2 separate regions of the Macaca mulatta genome follow, and region 1 is linked to region 2. The links are chromatin contacts, called in public Hi-C maps. All regions are on one chromosome and are shown on one strand. Each heading gives the region's core, a stretch centred on a gene start, on an enhancer-like site or on the middle of the called end of the contact. The rest is flanking DNA. Distances are from core to core; before and after follow the strand shown. Region 1 has its middle 580 kb from the start of NR2F2. Region 2 overlaps LOC114679505 (a long non-coding RNA gene).

Region 1 (3,413 bases), core at 449-2,948, 550 kb before region 2:
TAATCAGAAAATCAGGTAGCAAAGTGAGATTTAATAATAATTATACTTTGGATTTCTATAGTACAGTATGTTTATAGAGCACACACTTTCTCATACATATTTTCACCCTTGATTGTTATGATAACTTGCTAAGATCAGTTACCTTCTACTACTGCCATTGTACAAGTGCAAAAGGTGAAACTTAGATGGGTTCAGTGATTTTTTGAAGATCACATCACTAATAAGCAGCAAAGACAGAGCTAGAGAAATGACTGGCAGACTATCATTTCTACTTTTCTTCCATGATTGCAAACAGTTACCCATATTTATGCAACAGACTCAAGGACATATATATAGGATTCAGTTCAGCACACCCTTAAGGAATCCTTCTATGGAAAATACTGGGTAGACCTCGGAGGATGAAGCAAAGCTAGGAAACAGACTTGCTTCCTATCCTTGTGAAGCTTACTAACTTTTGGGAAGCTCTGCAAAACAAAGAGTTTAGTTTCCATGAAAAAGGCTGCAAGGATACAACGATCCTTCAGTGGTCAGAACAGTAGTTTCCGCATAAAATAAAAGAATATTACAAATCTAATCCAATTATTCTAAACATGTAAAGTTGCAAGGCTAGAATAGCCCTACAGTGCTAAGACCAATCATTTCTACATAAAACAAAGAAGTTATTACAAATTTAAATCAATTAGTCCAAAAATTCCAGACCATTAGCTGCAAAACCTGAAACAATGGTACTCTCAAGAGAACAATTTGTTAGTGAGATGCCACCCACCATGAACCAAGATAATTATCCAAGTCCCTGGACTGGGAAAAAAGTGCTAGTGGGTGCCAAACTTATGAAACAACTCTCGTCAATGGTATTCCAGCTTTTGCATGCCTATATTCTACCCCAGGGATAGCAAGGCGTGGAAGAAATTCTCACTCACCACGCCAACTAGCGAAACCAGGAATTGAAGCCATAGCTGCACAGGGCTCTTCCTTCTTCCGTTTGTCCTGTCAATTCCATCTCAGTGCAACAGGCCAACGTTGAGGCCAGAGATTATCATAGAACTGAACTCCAAAGGATTTGTGTCTGCAATTATTTTGGACTCCAACTCATTAGCAAATGGAAATCTTACATTTCTAAAATTCGACAGAAACCAGGACTTTGTAAATAGTAAATGATTTAAAAAATGGTTATGAAAATTTGTATTTTTATATGTCTCATATATGTAGATAATTGAGATTTAGTTAGAAAATTCAACTTTCACGGTGTTTCTTAGGTGCAGTACAATACCTGTACAGGATAACTTAAATACTATCTCACTATCTCTGACTTTGAAGACAGGGAGAGTGGGCAAGTTGCCAGACTGAAAACATATCAACTGGTTTTCATTTGTTTCTAATCAAATTCTCTTCATTTTTTTCCCTTCAAAGGGCAACTGCCCATTTAGGAGAGGAACTAGATCATCTGCTCAGGGTACGGCAAGCATCTCTTAAATAATTCATGGCAAAAATGAAAAATTTACCCTACTTTTGTGATATGAAAATGCCTCATTGCTTTTCTGGGCTTGTAAGTAGATTCATCCAGTTGACTGTTTTGGTTTCTTGGAATTCAGAAGTAGGAAAGCCTTCTGAAATTTGACTCATACTGCATATCCCTCCTGAGTAGTTAAGTGCACACCCACACACAACTTTTCCCATAAACACCACATGCCTAAGCACGCAGTTAAATCTGATTTTTTTCCTACCAAGGGAGTGGGGGCGTAGAATATGATCCCCAGAGTGAAGCACTCCTTTCTGCAAGATGTAGTAAGAACATGAGGCTTCTTCAATAGGTGTACATAGCGTAGGCCACCTTAACTGCATAATTCATTTTTCTTCGTTAATAGTTTTTCAGTCTTAATTTCTTGTGAAACCTAAATTCTCCATCTTACTTAGAAAATGTGGATTCTAAATTTTAATGTGATATTCAAATAATCCATCTCACTATATTTCTCTATATTTCTTTCTGGCATTGGATGGGTTTATTTTGGTAACTTTATTGACCTTGAATTTCAATATGTGTGGTCTTCTGCTAGACTGGTTATATGGCTGGAAGAATATGGGAACTGAGTTTAACTCATTCAAAAATCTCTCTTCTATATAAATCAAAAAATTCAAAATTATCCAACATGCTACATCTCTATTTATTCAAATAAACTTTGACATGTGTTTCTGTAGTCTTGTAATGGGTATAGATCCTTTTTTGGCATTTTCTATATTTGCTTCTAAAGTGACTCAGCTTTTCAGCTCATAGGGTAATGACAGCCTTGGGGTTAAATGAATGGTCTTCAATAGCTTCTCTGTTCTTTCCAACAAGACAATGTAGTTGCTTCTGCCAAGGAGAAAAGGTATGTAAAAAGCTGATGATGAAACTGGGAGGGAGAATTTCAAGAGTTTTCCCCCAGATAAAGATTAGTAGAGAAAATTCATATAAGGTCACAGCATGTGAAGTATAACTTTCTGTGGAATCTTCACTATACCCTAAGGCAGATGTTTTTCATCAGCAAATCCTTTTCCTATTAGATTTGTGGGGCCAGTTAAGAACAACTTTGGGAGTTTCTCTATAGGGGTGGGAGCTGCCAGTGCTCAAGTTTAAGTCAGTTAAACTGAGTTAGCCAAAGCCATTTTCTCCCCTCACTGCCAAATCTTGCCTCTGAATAAACAACCTTAACTTTGTTTGTGCAAAGCAGGGATAATGTGTAACTCTTTCAACAAACAACAACAAACAAAAACAAACAAAAAACCCATTGGCTTTTATTTAGATAATAAAAAAGATATAATTTATTCACTTCAATATCAGGCATGTGCCTTGAAATTAACTTTCCCTTAGTGTTTGAGAAGAGCAGTTCAGTGGAGTATGAGCAATGATATGAATATTTGTATTAGTAGCTTAATTGCTAACTTGCAAACAATTTTGGAAAATAATAGGCTCTAAAAATATTCCATTTGGATTCTAACACCAAAATTAGCTCAAAGTTTATTTTGCATTATAAACCTTAAATATGAAATTGTAATCAATTTTGATAGAATCTTCTGACTAAGAACATACTTATGTATTCAGCAACCATTTATTGGGCATCATCTAGGTGGCAGGCACCAGTCCAGGTGCTGAGAATGCCTAGCTGCAGCCTTTGCTGTCTTGCTGTCTAGCACAGGAGACAGATAAGAAGACAACTAGCCCAGGGAAGTGGATCCAGATTGTAAAGGACCTTGTGTGTTGGGTTAAGAAGAGCTTGGTCAATGAGAGCCATCAAATAACTTTCAAGAGGAGAGAATGTAATCAGAGTATCTTTAGACACATCATTCCTGTTACAGTGCAGGAAATGAATTTCCAGATGCCCAGGCTGGAGCAAGGAGGCCCATAGAAGGTGATGGCAGTCAGTGATCCAGGGATG
Region 2 (3,729 bases), core at 689-3,188:
CTAATATAGATAGCGCATCAAAAGGAGCGGCTGAATGCCTCTCCCCTTTTCAGATCCGACCCCTTTTCTACCTTTGTGATGCAGTAATTAAGATATTCTTATTTAGACAGACAGCTTCTCTGGTAACTGAATAATATTAGCTCCTTTGATGTCAAACTTTTGACAGTTATCACACCAGCACTGGGCAATTTAGCACAAATGCCCTCCTTAAAAAAAAAAAAAAAAAAAAAAAAAGAAAGAAAACCCCCATCGGCTTTGAAGAAATCTAATAAGTGTGATCCTTATCACCAAATGATCTAAATCGCCGCCGACAGACCGCCTAGCTATAATTTACATTCGGTTGTACATAATGAAGCCGAATTTGGGTTTTAACTCATTGAGGCAGCATTGGTGGAAAGTGGGGTCGGAGCCCCACACTTACAGCTCCCCCATTCCAGACACCCAGAACTGCTGACGAGTGCAATAGAAAAACCCCACATTCTACCCGGTCAGGGCGGGGATGGGGCAGAGGTGGGGGCAGGTGCGGGTAGAGTCCACCGCCCTTGCCCCAGCTCCGGAGAGTCCGGCAGGACCAGCCACCTACTCCCGGGATGAGCCGTCGCTGTTGCTTTCCGAGCTTGGTCGCCAAACTTGGGATTTGCCAGATGGCAGGATTATCTTCGCGTCTGTTATATTATGTGTGCGTTGCGGGGGGAGCGGGGGTGGAGAGCGAAGACAGGGAAGTCCAGAGACCGCGCTGATCCCTTTAAAATACACGCATGTTCCCTCTTTGCCCACTCCCGGGCTGCAGCCGCCGGGACCCTTACCGGAGTTCCTGGCACCTCGGAGCGGCCACGGCAGGCAGCAGGCGGAGCCTCTGCCACCCCTGCCCTTCGGTTCCGGCCCCCTGCCCGCATCTCTAGACCTGGGGCCCTGTGCCCAGATGCGAGGAACTGGGGGTTGGGAGTGCGAATGTGAGAACTTACCCCAGAGGAGAAAGGGGGGAGGTATGAGAGTTGGAAGGGAAGGGGGCAAAGAGGGCGGGTTAGGAAGGATGGGACTGTGACAGTGGCACCTGGAAGGCATTGTCCTAACGAGCGACACCTGTCAATCTCCGCTCCGGGGTCCCGGGGCCGGGGGCGGGGAGGCCGCGGGTCTCTGTGGTGATGTCATCTCAGAGTCCTTTCCCGGCTAAGGGCGGGAAGGCTGGGAGGGGCGCGGAGCTAGGAGAAGGATGGGGGAGGAAAAGAGAAAATAAACAGAAGTCGCTCTCACTCGCCACATCCTCTGTTCGCAATTTACATGGAAATCAAAAATCCAACTTCAATGTTATTTCTAATTTTGATTGATCGTCTTGCCTTTTCACTGGGGGAGGAGAAATAGGGTTGCTGCATCTCATCCCACAACCCACACAATCTGTGGGGAAGTCTTGTTGCCCGAAAGCTCGGAGGTGACCGACTCTTCTAGACCCAGCTCCCCTCTTTCCCTGGCGGTTGTTCCAAGCTTTAGGCTTAAAGAGGAAACACTTGGAGATGAGTTTTGAAAGTCTTCCGATATTGCAGGGGGCAAGGAGGGGGAGTTAATTAACTCTGGGTTTGTTCAGCGAGTGGGAGAGGGGGACTCGGCGTGGGTGGGCGGGCCAGGTCGAACGCGGGGGAGCGCAGTGCGGGAGGCTTGTGAGCCCAAAGCCCCTGCTTGCAGGCCCAGATTGGGGGGAGGAGGTCTACGGTGGCCTGGGCCGGGGGTGCGGGGCGGGGGTGTTGCTGAGGTACCCCAGGGAGTCTCCCAATGGTCCTAGAGAAATTCTGATCTCCCACCTACTGAGTCCCCACCCCCACCCCACAGTGCGCTACCGAACTCTCCCTCTTTCTATTCTTTTCCGCCCGAGCTAATTAGCAGCCTGCCAGCGGCCTGATTTATGGAAACGCTCGGGCGGGCGGAGACCCGCCGCTAGTCTAGCCGGGCTGCCTCGGGGCGGAGTGGAGGAGGAGTCTCGACCGGCCCCCTCCGTTGAGTTTCCCTTCTCGGGGTCGGAAAATGGAAGTTGTCGGTCCCCTACTGCCGTCACCCGGGCTGGTCTAGGAGACCCCCACGCCCTCGCTTCCCCCGCCTGGGGTGCAGAAAGCCCTGGCGCTAGCGGAGCGGGCGGAGGCCAGTGGCCGCACAGCGTGCTGCGGACACCCGAGGCCGCCAGGTTCCAACTCCAGCTAACTCCGAAGGCGGGCTGGATGCCGATGGGGTCCGAGCCGCCTATGCCCGAGTTGGGGGCCTAGCTTCCCACCTCCAGGTCCCCAGAGAAGGGAAATTAGACCTGCAAGGGGAGGGGCGCTGCCCAAGATCGGCTTCACCTCTCCGCACCCCTCCAAGGCCGCAGAGAATCACTAGGCCAGGGTGGGCCCGAAAGGAGCCACTGGCCCTGCTGGCCCGGGAGTCGCTGGCTAGCGCCTGGGGAGGGCGTGGTTCTCTCCACTTTCCCTCTGGTGCACTTTCTCCAGGGGCGTATCCTCAGAGGGCTCCTCTAAGTAGGAGTCTTCAAACAAGAGTTGGAATTTCTCCGAGGTGAGTGCAGGTCACAGGCCATTTCTGGAGCCACCCGGCGGGGCATTTGCCCGAAGACCCGGCACAGTCTCCTCGCCATCTTCGGGCTGCTTTGGATAGTCAAGGGGGGAGAGGGGTCGAGGAGTATTCCCTCTTTCCCATTTGATCCCAGAAATGAGGATGGAGAGCAAGCGGAGTGAACGAGCCGGGCAAGAAAGTGCAGCAGGACCTGTTGCTGGCGCTCAAGCAGCCTCACCTCGGAGGGAATGTTGGACACCTTGATTTCTCCAAGGAGCACCAGTGCTCTCTCCACCTCGGGGAGTCTTGGGGGAAAGAGACTAGCAGACGCAGAGGGCCAGAGGCCCGGGGAACTCTCCCGGGCTTAGGTTTGGAGTGCAGACAGGGACAGAGTGGGGTGAAGTCACTGTGAAAAGGATAGCGTCCCTAAACCCGGCTAAGACTGAAATTGCAATTGTAGGGAACTGAGATCTCCAAAAGAGTGTGTAAGGTTTACTTTAAAACACCCAACCAGTTCATGTTTTTCAGAAGGCATTCTGGATGCCCTGACGGGGGCATGTCGGGAATGGGACCCTTCTTCCCTCCCCACAAGAACTTCAGACACCTGCTCTATCCTGCCTTCAGCCCCCAGGCCCCCAGGACCCCTCCTTCCCGGGTTTCCCTCACATAAGAGAGTCATTTAATGTGATAGATAACTCAGCCCCGGCTCAACTCACCCACCCACACCCTGGGGAAGTTTAGTCTCCTCATCCTCCTCACCCTGCTGCCACCATTTCTAAAGGGTTAGTAAGAGTCCAGGAGTCATGCAGGCCCTGGGCTTTCCCCAACCGGCTAGAAGAAGGAAGTAGACGCCCTTAGCCAGCTGGGGAGCTGGGCTGGGCGCCGATCTGTATTTCGGGGTTCAGTCCCATGGGTGGCAGCCTGGCTGAATTCCCAACTGTGCTAAGGGCTGGGGTCACCTGCCCAGATACGTTGCATAGCCCAAACCCATGACAAAAGTCTGAGTGGAAATGGAACCCTCTTTCTCCCACACACCAAAATGTCGCCTTTTGGCAGTGCGGCCCCTAATCCTGCATGTCGCCTGAGGGTCACACTGCAGGCGCAGGGCTTCGCTGGGTCCTGCCTCCTGGAAGGTGCTCACAGACCAACTCCAGGGTCGACAGCCGGCACAGCAAATGCTGGCGGTTAGGTGCT

Evidence for each region. Hi-C and Micro-C count contacts between places; a contact is called where the count stands out from the background.
Region 1: a Hi-C map of fetal cortex germinal zone shows a contact between it and region 2, with 4 times the contacts expected there. The contact joins two enhancer-like sites. A contact is called at or near these places in 4 of 14 Hi-C or Micro-C datasets (fetal cortex germinal zone, fetal cortical plate, liver and 1 more).

The regions. Positions count from the first base shown.
Region 1 is chr7:87,064,731-87,068,143 of T2T-MMU8v2.0, reverse strand. No RefSeq gene overlaps it. Among named protein-coding and RNA genes, the nearest start is that of NR2F2, 580 kb to the right of the region's middle. Within about 2 kb of position 1,698, at least 3 of the 40 cell types and tissues checked have an H3K27ac peak or open chromatin away from gene starts, as enhancers often do.
Region 2 is chr7:86,514,985-86,518,713 of T2T-MMU8v2.0, reverse strand. The region is part of intron 1 of LOC114679505 (a long non-coding RNA gene); the gene reads right to left. Among named protein-coding and RNA genes, the nearest start is that of NR2F2, 35 kb to the right of the region's middle. Within about 2 kb of position 1,938, at least 5 of the 40 cell types and tissues checked have an H3K27ac peak or open chromatin away from gene starts, as enhancers often do.